4 separate regions of the Mus musculus genome follow, and all the other regions are linked to region 2. A link is a contact called in public promoter capture Hi-C data. All regions are on one chromosome and are shown on one strand. The core of a region is the stretch at or near the end of the contact, and the rest is flanking DNA. Distances in the headings are between cores, read along the strand shown.

The links. Promoter capture Hi-C pulls out the DNA fragments that hold promoters and counts their contacts. Capture Hi-C pulls out chosen DNA fragments and counts their contacts.
Region 1: a contact with region 2 is called in a promoter capture Hi-C map of pancreatic islet. The contact joins the promoter of Cib2 here to the promoter of Poglut3 in region 2. A contact is called at or near these places in 2 of 39 promoter capture datasets (both in liver) and 1 of 9 other capture datasets (pancreatic islet).
Region 3: a contact with region 2 is called in a promoter capture Hi-C map of liver, with 6 times the contacts expected there. The contact joins the promoter of Idh3a here to the promoter of Poglut3 in region 2. A contact is called at or near these places in 2 of 39 promoter capture datasets (liver and pre-B cells).
Region 4: a promoter capture Hi-C map of liver shows a contact between it and region 2, with 3 times the contacts expected there. The contact joins the enhancer-like site here to the promoter of Poglut3 in region 2. A contact is called at or near these places in 2 of 39 promoter capture datasets (hippocampal neurons and liver) and 2 of 115 datasets of contacts at active chromatin or transcription factors (cardiomyocytes and embryonic stem cells).

What each region holds. Positions count from the first base shown.
Region 1 is chr9:54,558,749-54,561,793 of GRCm38.p6, reverse strand. Cib2 (calcium and integrin binding family member 2) reads left to right here and starts at 1,604. Exons shown (of 6, transcript NM_019686.6): 1 at 1,604-1,826. The coding sequence starts at 1,776.
Region 2 is chr9:53,382,260-53,385,439 of GRCm38.p6, reverse strand. Poglut3 (protein O-glucosyltransferase 3) reads right to left here and starts at 1,417. Exons shown (of 8, transcript NM_212445.2): 1 at 1,154-1,417. The coding sequence starts at 1,340.
Region 3 is chr9:54,585,243-54,588,032 of GRCm38.p6, reverse strand. Idh3a (isocitrate dehydrogenase 3 (NAD+) alpha) reads right to left here and starts at 1,522. Exons shown (of 11, transcript NM_029573.2): 1 at 1,490-1,522. The coding sequence starts at 1,516.
Region 4 is chr9:52,102,267-52,105,357 of GRCm38.p6, reverse strand. No RefSeq gene overlaps it. Among named protein-coding and RNA genes, the nearest start is that of Mir6244, 12 kb to the left of the region's middle. Within about 2 kb of position 1,312, at least 57 of the 459 cell types and tissues checked have an H3K27ac peak or open chromatin away from gene starts, as enhancers often do. A contact at or near this core is called in liver, where this site is marked.

The DNA.
Region 1 (3,045 bases), core at 355-2,854, 1.2 Mb before region 2:
GCCTTCTTCTGGTGTGTCTAATGACAGCAACAGTGCACTTATTTATAATAATAAATAAATCTTTGGGCCAGATTGAGCAGAGACTGAGCTAGCAGGGCCAACCTGAGCAGCAGAGGTCCTAAATTCAATTCCCAACAACCACATAAAGGCTCACAACCATCTGTACAGCTACAGTGTACTCATATACATAAAATAAATTAATAAATAAATCTTAAAAAAAAAAGAGGGCTGGAGTGATGGCTCAGCAGTTAAGAGCACTGACTACTCTTCCAGAGGTTCTGAGTTCAATTCCTAGAAACCACATGGTGTCTCACAACCATCTGTAATGGGATCTGATGCCCTCTTCTGGTGTGTCTGAAGAGAGCAATGGTGTACTCATTAAAAAAAAAAAAAAAAAAAAAAGAGTAGAACAACACGGCCCCAAAGTGATGTAAGCCAGGCAAAACTGGACAATACTGGTATGTCGCTTTTGTTTGTTTTTTTTTTTGGTGGTGCTAGGGACTGAACCCAGGGCCTCATGAATGTTAGGCTAGCTCTCTGCCACTACACTATTTCTCAGCTAAATTGCTTTTAGTTACTATATTCTGTTTTCTGAGATATAGTCTCATGTACTACAAGTTGGCCTGAATCAGCTAAGGATAACCCTGAACTTCTGATCTTCCTGCCTCTGTCTCGAGGGCTGGGATTACAGGAGACCATACTCATGTAGCTAATCTCAGTTTTGGCAGCCCATGATGGACTTGCCTCCCAGCGGAGCCACCAGGAGCCTTTGACTCAGGTTTCATGCAGCCCAGCTGTCCCAAGAATAGACAGTAAGGACAACTCCATTGCTAGTAGCCTTCCTTGTGGGCCACTGATAGGTCCCAGAGTTGCCAGGACTCCTGAACTTCCGTGTGTCTGGAGGGCTTTTCCTAGCGGTCACCTTGATGGGGCGGCTGAAGATAGCCAATCGTTTAGGAGGGTATTGGTTAACCTCCTCTACCCTGCCTGCATTATTAAATTTCGTGAAGGCCTCACTTAGCAGAGTGGATGTAGGGAGTGATCTAGTTACTTTCCTTAAGGTCTTGAACCAACTGAGTAGTGTAACCTATTGTTACCAGAGCCCATTCCTCTGCTGAGGTAGAGTTTGCTTCGTCTGTTTCCTTTTTTAAAAAGTTATTTTATGATTTGAGTGTTTGACTGCGTGTATGTCGGCTTTTTGAGGATGGACCTGACTTGGGTAATCCCGCAAGCTCAACAACACACCTATTCTCAGTCTAGGATCAGAGGCCGGAGGATTGTGCCTGTTCTACCACACTAATCCATGGGATTTTCAGGCTCACAATCGCCAGGACCGACCCGGGGTGCCAGTCAGTGTGCTGGTTGGAACGGGAGGCGCACTCAGTGTCCAGTAGTCAGGCGGCCCTATGAGGCCACCGCTTGGCCACCTCAGTGTGCTGCAGCAGCATAGACTGAGCAGGCCTCTGTCTCCAGGGAGAAGTCACCTCTCGGGCCCCGCCTCCTTCCACCAGGCTGCGCCTCCGCCCCAATCCGGCCCCCGCCCCCGCCTAGGCCCGCCCCGCCCCCGGCCCCGCCTTTGCCTCCCAGCCCCTGCACCCCTCCCACTGAACTGCGGGACCCAGCGGAGCGGGCCAGGCTAGGCTGGCGACGCTGCCCGCTCCCGGGCTGGCAAGGGCCGCGGGCACCGGGCTCGGGGCTCCAGACGCCGCCGATGGGAAGCAGCACTCGAAAGGGCGAGAGACGACGCCGCGGCCACCCATACCATCGCGGTCACCATGGGGAACAAGCAGACCATCTTCACTGAAGAGCAGCTGGACAACTACCAGGTGAAGCCGGCGCGCCGCGGCCCCTGTAGTCCTCCTTTTTGTCCTTTTCCCAGGCCTCGCAAAAGCGGACTCACAGAGGTTCAAACCCTGCCGCTACCTTCAGCGCGCAGCGTCGCCTTAGGTGGATGACTTCCCCTTGACGAGCCTCAGTTTCCCAGGCCCGGGAATGTTAGAACATTCCAGTTAGAGTATTCTGTCAGATGCGCCTCACCCACCCCGTCTTCTCTTCCTTATTGACCTTCTTTCTGCCCTCCCAAGCTAGACCCCAGTCATTTCTTCCAGCCCACTGGGCATGACCCTCATCCCAGAAAGGGCTTGGTGTAGGGGGAGGACAAGAGGCCCCAAATGCAGGTTACAGGTTGGGGTGTGTTGTTTATATAACTACGTACCCACATCTCTTAACCTATTTTGTGATCCTAGTAGCCCTTTCACCCCGGATTCTTCCAAGTTCAGAGCTAGCTGTCCATATCAATGATCTCACAGCCCCCAGCCATGTGAAAACTTTTCTGTAGGTATGCGAGGGAACCTTATCTCCGGGCTGGCCCAGAGTCTTGCTCAGTTGCTTTAGCTCACCATGTAATGTCTCCGGACTTTCAGGGAACAACAGCTGTGGAGTCTTCTTTTTATCGCCTAATAGGTTAGGAGTGTTATGTCATATGTATTCCTATCTTAGATGTGTGCAACTTTTGTGAATATTCAGTTAGCGTGGAGCGGTTACCTCCAGTGTGACCCAAGTGATAGGATATGTATTGAGAAGAGCTCTAGTGGACAGGGGAGGTCAATAGCTCTTGGTTTGACTAGAAGGTTCAGAAAGAGTGCAGAGCTTGCATGAGGACTTGGGAAGTCAGGATTTTTTTTTCTGCCAGAAAGTTCTGGAAGGAGGCGTTTTAAGTGGAGGTAGATGCAGGCAAAATAGCCCAAACCCAGGAGAGAAGAGTGGTCTGGGGAGAGTGGGGAGCCTGCATCCCCATTAGGACCAGCCCGGCATTGGGTCAGACCCAGTCCAGTGTTGAGTTCTGATCCTTTGCCAGGGCCCAGCTAGACCCTGCCAGGGGAAGGAGAGCCATGAAACACGAGAGCCCCACATCTCCTTTCCTCTGGCTCTCTAGCATGCCCAACCCGGGCCGCATGGGGGCCCCAGGGTTACATTCCCTTTTCCAAGTAACTCTGGGCTTCCTGGAACTTCGCAGTCTGGTGGTCTTCCCTCCCTGAGGCCAGA
Region 2 (3,180 bases), core at 168-2,667:
CAAGTGTCTAGAACTATGGTTACAGCAGATCCAGTGCTCTCTTCTGGTCTCTATAGGCACCAGCTCACAAGTGGCATATACAAACACACACATATCCGAATAATCTTTGCAGAACATTTTATTTGGGGAAAAAGATTTTTAAAATGGGGGGGGGGGATCCTTACTCTCCTGCTGTAACCACATGAGTGCTTATCTGGGTTCATTTATTTATTACAGAACTGCAGATACACCATAACACGGTTTGAATCTGAACCATGTTCCACAGACTCCTGTTCTCAACACTTGATCCTCGCGCTCTCTGCTTTTGCGCGGCTGCAAGCCAGTCTAGAAACCCCTCTCAGCCTCCAAACCCGCACTCCTGAAGCTTCCCAGACTCCCTTGGACCTATTGGCAGTTCTTTAATGTTTACACCAGGCTGCAGAAATCCAATTGCAGCAACTGTGCTTTGCCCTGATAGGCAGGTTGCTTATTATCTATTTTCTCAGCAGAGTCTTAAGTTTTCGATAGGCAGACATTGCCATCCTCTTTTTTACTCCAGGATTACCATATACACGTGACTTCTAAGTACGTGAAATTCCCGTTTGCTCGGTGGAGGACGCCAAGGAGTTCTCTGCCTCTTTGCAGGCAAAACAGGACGCCAGATGGGAGCAGCCTTACATTTAGACACAAATTAGCAAATCCTGACTGGCAACAAGTTGAAACCAGCTGGACAAGTCCAGAGAAGCAATCAGATGTGGGAGGAGGGCCCTGCTGAGATTCAAGACAAGCGCCTCCCTTCTCCGGTTCTAGGAAGTTTCCCTGCTTCGCGTGGTCTGCACTGCGGGCCTAAGAAGAGTGGGCTGCTGAGGGAGGGAGGAAGGCGCGCCCTGCAGGCCAGGAAGGGCCATCTGCATCACGTGATGGCACCACTGCGCTCCGTGGGACCCCACAGGCGCCGTTTACTCTACTTACCCTTACATCTGTCACCGGGCGGGACCTGTGGCCCAGCCTTTGGAGTTAGTCACCCAACGGTCCTGAGTGGCACCTCCCGCCCCCGTGGGTGTCAGGGAGGAGGGAAGGGACGCCGATGGGAGGGGAGAGAAGACGACACCCGCAGTGGGGAGATGGCCACGTGTGGGGACAGGGACGCGCGGGGACGGCAACGGGCGCTGACCTGGCGGCGAGCTAGTGAAGTTCCGGCCGTCCGAGTCCACCGACTGCAGGAAGAAGTAGCGCACGGGCAGGACGGCGGCGGCCTGCAACCCAGGGCCCCACGCCAGGCTCCGCGGTGCGCTCACGCGCGCCCCGGCCCCCGCCGCCACCAGCAGGGCGAGCTGCAGCCCCAGCGGCAGGGCCTGCATGGTCGCCGGCTCTCAGCTCCGCTGGCCAGGGAGGAGCTGGAGCGCCGGGCCGAGGGGACACCCGAGGGCGGGCCTCTGGCTAGAGCCGCCCCGGGCGGGCCGGGCGCGCGCCCGGACCCCGACTGGCTCGTGTACCGCGCCCAGGCCTTACGCTCCTAGTCATCCCTACACTAGTTGCCTGAGTTTGCCAGTCTGGAGAAAGGCAGGGTGTGCTTGTTTTAAAATTGTTACCTCTTTTCTTTTTCTTCTTCTTGTTCTTCCTTTTCTTGTTCTTCCTTCTTTTCTTCTTCTTCTTCTTCTTCTTCTTCTTCTTCTTCTTCTTCTTCTTCTTCTTCTTCTCCTTCTCCTTCTCCTTCTCCTTCTCCTTCTCCTTCTCCTTCTCCTTCTCCTTCTCCTTCTCCTTCTCCTTCTCCTTCTCCTTCTCCTTCTCCTTCTCCTTCTCCTTCTCCTTCTCCTTCTCCTTCTCCTCCTCCTCCTCCTCCTCCTCCTCCTCCTCCTCCTCCTCCCCCTTTTCTTCTTCTATATTTTATTGTTTCTCCTTTTGAGAAGGAAGTCTCCCTCTGTATCTCAGGCTGGTTTTGAACTGATGACAATCCTTCCACCCCAGCCTCCTCCAGTAGAGGGAAATTAAAGGTGTGTAAGCCAAGCCACCTTGCCTTGTGGAGAAAACTGGTTGAGTTGGGGTTTTCCCTATGTATCTCCTACTGCCTTGGAACTCTCTATATATGTATATAGACTGGCTGATCTTTAACTCACTGTCATCCACCTGCCTCTGTGTCCCAGGTATTGGGATCAAAGGTGTGCACTACACCCAGACAGAAAAGGGTTGGAAACATGGCTTATTATAAATGCACATCAGGGTTTGGTTTCCAGTGCCACAGTGGAACAAGAGGAATAGCTTCCCTGTGAGGAATTCCCCTAGTCTTTGTTCACACACCGGCCCACCTGTTCCGTATATTTGTGATTGGCAGCCTACTACCCTGAAGTCCCTTATCTTTCGGTGTTTCCTGTGTAGGGCACTTGGGCAGCAGAAGGCAGGGTCTGGGCAAGCGTCTCAGTAGAGTTGGGCACCTATCCTTCCCTGCCCACTATGCCCTGGGCACCCCACTCCTGAGCATCAAGAGCCGGGAAGAACAGCCCCACAGCCCCCGTTTGTTCACTCTTGCTAATTATTTTTTCTTTTTATCTGAGTTTTAGGAACTAATTATTCTTCCCAGGATGAGAAATCTGGAAGAATTCATCCTGCAGAATGGGCAGAGATCTTCCTGGTAGATCTCAACCCAGAGCTTATCAGAACCAGGCCCCAGGCTTTAATTGGGCTCCTGAGCATTTTGAGCTCCGGCCCAGGTCACCAACCCAATTACCAATCATAGGCGAGTATAGAGGCCAGCAGGAAGAAATCGGCAGATGCCCATATGCACTCTACAGCGCTGGGGTCTCAGGTTAGCCCCTGGACGTTATAGACAGCGCTCTTTAGACGCATCATTAGGAACTGGGAATAAGTCACTTGTAAATTGCAGGGCAGCAGTGTAGTGTAACTTAGTGTGATTTCCAATGGCTTGTTTCCTGGGGTCGTTTGCATGCTTTGATGGAACGCCTACTCTGCTCTGCTCCAGCTAGCATTTATACATAAATAAATACCACCACACACAATAAATACCCACACACAAAACCTGTGTAAACACATTTTATCTACACCCTGCCAAAATTGAACTTAAATTTCCTTTTCCCAGAGAAGTGAGTCGGGGGTTATCTGGCTCTAGGTGATAGTGCCTAAGAAATTATATAACACTTGAAATAGAAGCCGGGCGTGGTGGCGCACGCCTTTAATCCCAGCAGA
Region 3 (2,790 bases), core at 273-2,772, 1.2 Mb before region 2:
TCTTCTGACCCTATGGCCAATAAGTTCTGAACTCTTGTGGATTTCTTACAGGGCTAAAGGAAAAAGCAATTTTCCAGGACGCTCTTTACTACTTAGCCTTATTTAGTCCCCCAAGGCTGACTACACCTAGCAACATGAATCAGGTAGAGTGTGTAAGCCCAGACATTAAAGGACTGACTTGTTGCTACACCTTTAAAACCAAATGTGACCTAACAGCATCTCAAGCAAAAGTGGGTCTGAACATAGTGACAACGTAGATTCTAGTCACCAAACAAAAAAGCCTAGTTACTGATGTCCCAGAATCACTGTCTGCTTGATCACTGCCAAGACAGATACATCGATAGCTAGGAAAGCTTCAGGCTTTCATGTCCTTCTACATGGAATAGGTGCTTTCATGCAGAAATACCTGTGACACAAGCACATGTATCTTACAGGTGGGTTCGCAGATGTTAAATAGTTTGCAGAGGATACACAATTGGCCAATGGCTTTGTCAGGATTTAAAATTAAGAACCCCTAAATTGAATTATTAATAAACAATAGTGCATCTCCAAACCTCTCTTTAAAGGAGAAGGGCAATACAAATTTCATTTAAAAATCTGCATTGCTTATAGCAGACTTCTAGAGAGCCACCCACGACGGCATCAGATGACCTACGGCCTGGTCAGTACTATATCCATAATTAGCTAAGTGACCTTGGCCACCGGAGAGACAGAAAATCAAAATACCTCGGGTTTCTCTCAAAGATGACAATGACCTCCTGTATGACCTTGAGCAAATTTGTCTTCGAGGGCAGGTCAGCTCCACCAGGAAACGAAAAGACTGCATATGTAACCTGAAGCGCCTTCCAGCTCTAGTACCTGAACTATCAGGGAGAACTAGAGAGTCCCAGATCGCTGGGTCCCAACAACTGAAGGTGAAAGGACGATGATGCGATCTCCCTGAACGTTCAGAGTATAACTCCAAGGAGCACGATGCCCTGCGTCCTCTGAAGGAGGAATACCTACCAGGGCACCAGGCATCAGACTAGGAAGAGTTCCAAGAGAGAGAAAAATCTGGCTGGCCTAACGGCCCGGGATTCCCTCACCTCGAAAACCCTCTTGCGCCCAGCGTTTACCCGGTCAAAGGCTGAGGGATCAGGGAGGGGCGACCTGGGCATGCTGCCCGGAGACCCGCAGGTGACAGGGCCGCGGGGCCTAGGTGGCCTGTCTGTGACCCTCAAGGGCTCCGGGGGAGGCCTGTGCACCTATCCTGGAGGACACTGGTGGGGACACCCGGAGCAGTACTGGCCGCCTTGACCTTGACGCCGTCCCCGCCCGGCGCGGCTGTCCCGGCTCAGGGCTAGCCACGCACGGCGTGCCGGCCACATTCCCCGAAACACTGCCCGCGGGCCATGAGCCGCCTCCGCGCGCTCGCCTCCGCCATCCATCAGGCGGGATCACAGCCTACTCTCCCTGCTCGCCCTCGAGCTTGCTGCCCTGTAGCGCTCACCTTGGACACCCACGCGGACCCGGCCATCGCGTCCACTTCCCTCACCGCGGCGACAGCGGCAACACCAGGGCGCATGCGCATAGCCCTCTTCCCAAGCCCGCCCCTCACGGCCCCGCCCCGAGGCTCCGTGTGGCCCCGCCCCTAGCTCGGGTCTCTCGATCGCTCACCGCCCCGCTCCGGACCCCGCTGCACAGCTGCCGCTAGCTGACCAATCACCGCCTTCATCTTTTGATGACGCGCGGAGCGGGCCCAGCTGCGACCCGGAAGCCTCCTCCCCTTCCTCCCGCTTCATTCATTGAAAAGCTGTTTGGATGAGTTTTTTGTTTCCGACCTATTAGGGGACCAATCAGCCTTCTTTATTTGGGGGATTGTGCGCCCCTTAAAACTTTGCGGTCCCACTGGGACAAATATCTTGCTTATTTTCAAACATTGTTTTGTTTTGTTTCATTTCTTAAGACAGTATCATGGAGCTTCAAACTGATTATGTAGCTGAGGCTGGGTTTGAACCCCGGACTGCCAGGGGTTCCTCTTTTCTTGCCTCTATCTCCCAGGTACAGGGACTGTAGGCATGCACCACCTCGCCTAACTTGATTCTTACATTTTTTTTTAAATTTTCATTTTTTTGTTTTGTTTTTTGAGACAGGGTTCTTCTGCATAGCCTCAGCTACCCTGAAACTCACTCGCTAGACCAGGCTGGCCTCAAACCTACAGAGATCTGGCCTCTGCCTCCCGAGTTCTGGGATTAAAGGCGTGTTCCACCATCATCTGGCTAATTTTTATTTTTTTTTAATAGCTTTACTGAATAAAAAGCATTTATTAGTCTGCAGAGGACCCGGATTCAGTTCCCAGCACCCTCATGATGGCTCACAAATGTCTGTAACTCCAGATGTAGAGGATCCAGTACCTTCTTCAGGCCTCACAGGGCACCAGATACCAATATGGCACAGGCACCTACATGCAGACAAAACACTCATATACATAAAATAGACAAATCTTTTAAAAAGTACTTGATGTAAATGTACAATCTGAAGTTTTTAGCAAATGTAAGTGTTTTCATAAAATAAATTCAGAAAACACAGCTCTTGGGCTGGGGAGATGGCCCAGTGGGTTAGGTGCTTGTTTCAAAAGCATGAGGACCTGAATTCAATACCCAGTACCCATGTAAAGAGTCAGGAAAGAGTGAGCATCTATAACCCCAGCAATGAAAATCCAGAGCTAGGTGAATCCTGCTGCCATTGCCAGACAGCCTAGCTGATATGATGAGCCCCAGGTTGTTTAGTGAGTGGGAGACCTGTCTCAAA
Region 4 (3,091 bases), core at 63-2,562, 1.3 Mb after region 2:
GCAACGAAGCAGGAGATTGCATAGGTGGGGGTGAGAATTACAGTGCACCTGGCAGAAGCTCCTTGCTGGAGAATGCAGATCTAGCTGGGGTAGCTCAACCTCCTGTCTACCACTGAATTCCAAAAAGGCAGACCCCCCCCCTCCAAGTGGGGGAAACTAGACTTTCTGCAGACAGCCAGCTCCCCCAAAAGAAAACATGAGAAACAGTGTTGTCCACAAACTCTGCAGTCAACGCCTGCATCTTCCCGGGAAGGAATGCAGAATGCATCTTGAGCCAGGGCCAGAGTGCTCATCTTATGTACGGGTTCTCTGGGGAGGAGGGAAACCTCCCTAGCCATGTGTTCCTTCAGGGAGCATGTGAGGATGTTGGCACCTGGAAGATGTTGTCTTCTCTCTCTCCCATGGCAACACTGTGGGCTTTGGGGTTCTGAGCCATCAACTTCCAGTCCATCTGTCCAGTGATATGAGAAGAGTCATAAAAGCAGCGTGGGCAGAGGGCCTGCTGTGTTATGCCTCTGTGTAGGGTGCTGGGCTTGGTGAGCACTGAACACAACACTCTTAATCCTCCTGCCTCGGTGGCCTATCTGTGCTGTCCAGTCACCTTCTGTTTAATAGTAAAAGCCGGTGACTTCTTTCCCTTTTCCAAGACATATTACAAACAGAAATTAGGTGTAGAAATGGAGGTATATGGTTCATTCCTTCATTTCAAACACCCTAGTCTACAGCAGAAGAGTAAGGTCCCTGGCTGGAGCAACTGCTTCAAGGTTCAAGCCCCGATCCCCACTAATTTACAGCAGATCACACACTGCAGCTCCAGGCTTCTCACCTGCTGAGGAAATCGTTAAGCCTCCTCAGCCTCTGCTTCCAGGCAGTCTCCCAAAGCACTACCCATCCCCTACCGCAGCATATCGTTTCCAGTGGCTTCTGCCTGTGTCAGTCACTAGCCCCAGCCAGGAAGGATCTGTCCAGAAAAGCAGCATTGGTTGTGGCTGGCAGGCTCTCTCTTGAGCAGAAGACTGGAGTCTCTGGAGGGTCTGCTAAGAAATGGAATTAAGAGTGGCGTTGATACAGCATGGCCGTGGTCAGTAGCTCACAGCCTAATGAGTCCGACGGGCTTCTGGTCCTTATTTATTTATTTATTTATTTATATACACAAAAAGTGGCCTTCCCAGTACTCCCAAACCCTCCCTCACCACAGTATGTTCCAATCTAGTTGTTTGCCAATTTCTGTGTGTGGCCAAGGAGAGGCCTACTGAGAAATTCGATAAGCTATCACCACTACAGCAAAGCACATGATTATCTTTTAAGTTATAAAAAATGCTGATATCAAAGGTCTTTAAGTGCAAGAGAGGACAGTGTGAATAAACACTCCTCGATAGTAGATAAACAGTGCTGTTGATAAAGGGCTGTCTGATCATGTGCCCTCTGTATAGCTCTCATACCCTGAAAACCTCTCTGATCAATGAAAAAAACATCTATTGTGACAGAGCTTGTATGTATTTTTATGAAAACTCTTTAAAGTTTACCTCTGTGCCTGGCAAGTACCTGACACATTCTTTGCAGGCACAACACTTTCCTAAGGTGACAGTTTGCAATGTGACTCAGCTACCTGAACAGTCACCCTAATGTCAGACTGCTGAGTCACATTGCAAACTGTCACCCAATGCTTCAGTCCTCGTACATTCAAACCTCCCTCAGCCAGGCCGGGTGCCACTGCATGAATTACTAATGCCGCCTCACATCCCAGCTCTGCCCTGAGCCCTCCTCACCCTTCTCCAAACCCTGACCTGCGTCATCTTAATAACACTTAGTGCAACTGGAGAAGACAAGAAACTGAGACAAAGCAAGGAGGTCCTAGTGGTCGAGAGGACCTGTTAGCGAGGGTTATAGCCACTGCCTGCCACGGGGTGCAGAGAGAACTGCAAACCCAGGCTCCAGATGACATTAGAATATATTTATTGCTATATGTATATACAATTATACAAACAGCCCAGATGGGAGCCGTATGTCACATCGATTTCTGCAGATTCCACAGGAATACACATGGAAGGGGGTTCACGCCACCAAGTTTGTTCTCTAAGTCGCATACATTTTTTTAAAAAAAGAAAGTTGTAAAGTCTTGAAAATTCTTCCCATATAGTCCATCTTATGAGCTAATTAATCATGCAGAAAAAGGTGTTGGGGGAGGGGCAGCCCAGGGGCTTTCCAGAGGCTTATGCCTGCCAGCATGTTCGAGAAAGTGGTATCTCAAAGCCAAGCTTAGCAGATGTTGACTCAGGACTACAGGGCTGCAGACATCCCAAGTCCCGGTCCATCTCCTGAGGTCTGACTCTAGGAAAGGCAGTGAAGAAGTACAGGAAGGCAGGAGCAGGAAGAGCGAAACCCATAACAAACAGGCGAGGGAAGAAGCATCAGCAAGCGCCCTGGTTGATGAAGATAGCAGAGTGTGTGTGTGTTCAAGACTCAGGGCTGTCTCAGTCCATCTTAGTCTAAAGCCCACCGTGGGTCAGCCACCTGGGACCTGCACAGAAAGAGGACAGGACAGTCAGGGAGAAAGAAGAAACTTCAACTTAAATAGTACCAGGACGGGTTGCCAAGGGCACGGCCTTGAGAGTTCTTGTTTAGCACTCTGGAAATGTTCAGGGGCTGTGCAGGGGGGTGGAACGCAGCTGAGAAGAGGCCAGGGGGCACAGGCTGCTCTCTGACTCAGCTGGGCCTCAGCTGGGCTGGAACTGTTCAGGGCCTCAAAAGAAATCAACCACAGGCTTGGGGACATTCTGGCCCCAGAATCACGTGATGGAAGTGAAGTCACAGTCACAGGCATTTCTGCTATGAAGGAGAGGGTAGGGAGGAGAACCCGAGGAGTGGGCACATCTGCTGACACTAGCTCCGTGCGGCACACACCTCAGGTCACTTCCTACTTCAAGGACCCCACCCAGAGAGACCTTGTGCAGAGAACCTAAGGCCTGAATGTTGAGAACGAGAAGCTGTGTGATCCACACTGACGCACTGAGCCAGCAGCCCCATCAGTCACATGGCTATAATCTGGTCCTGAGACTGTAGGGGGCTCCATCACTCAGCAAAGCAGCCA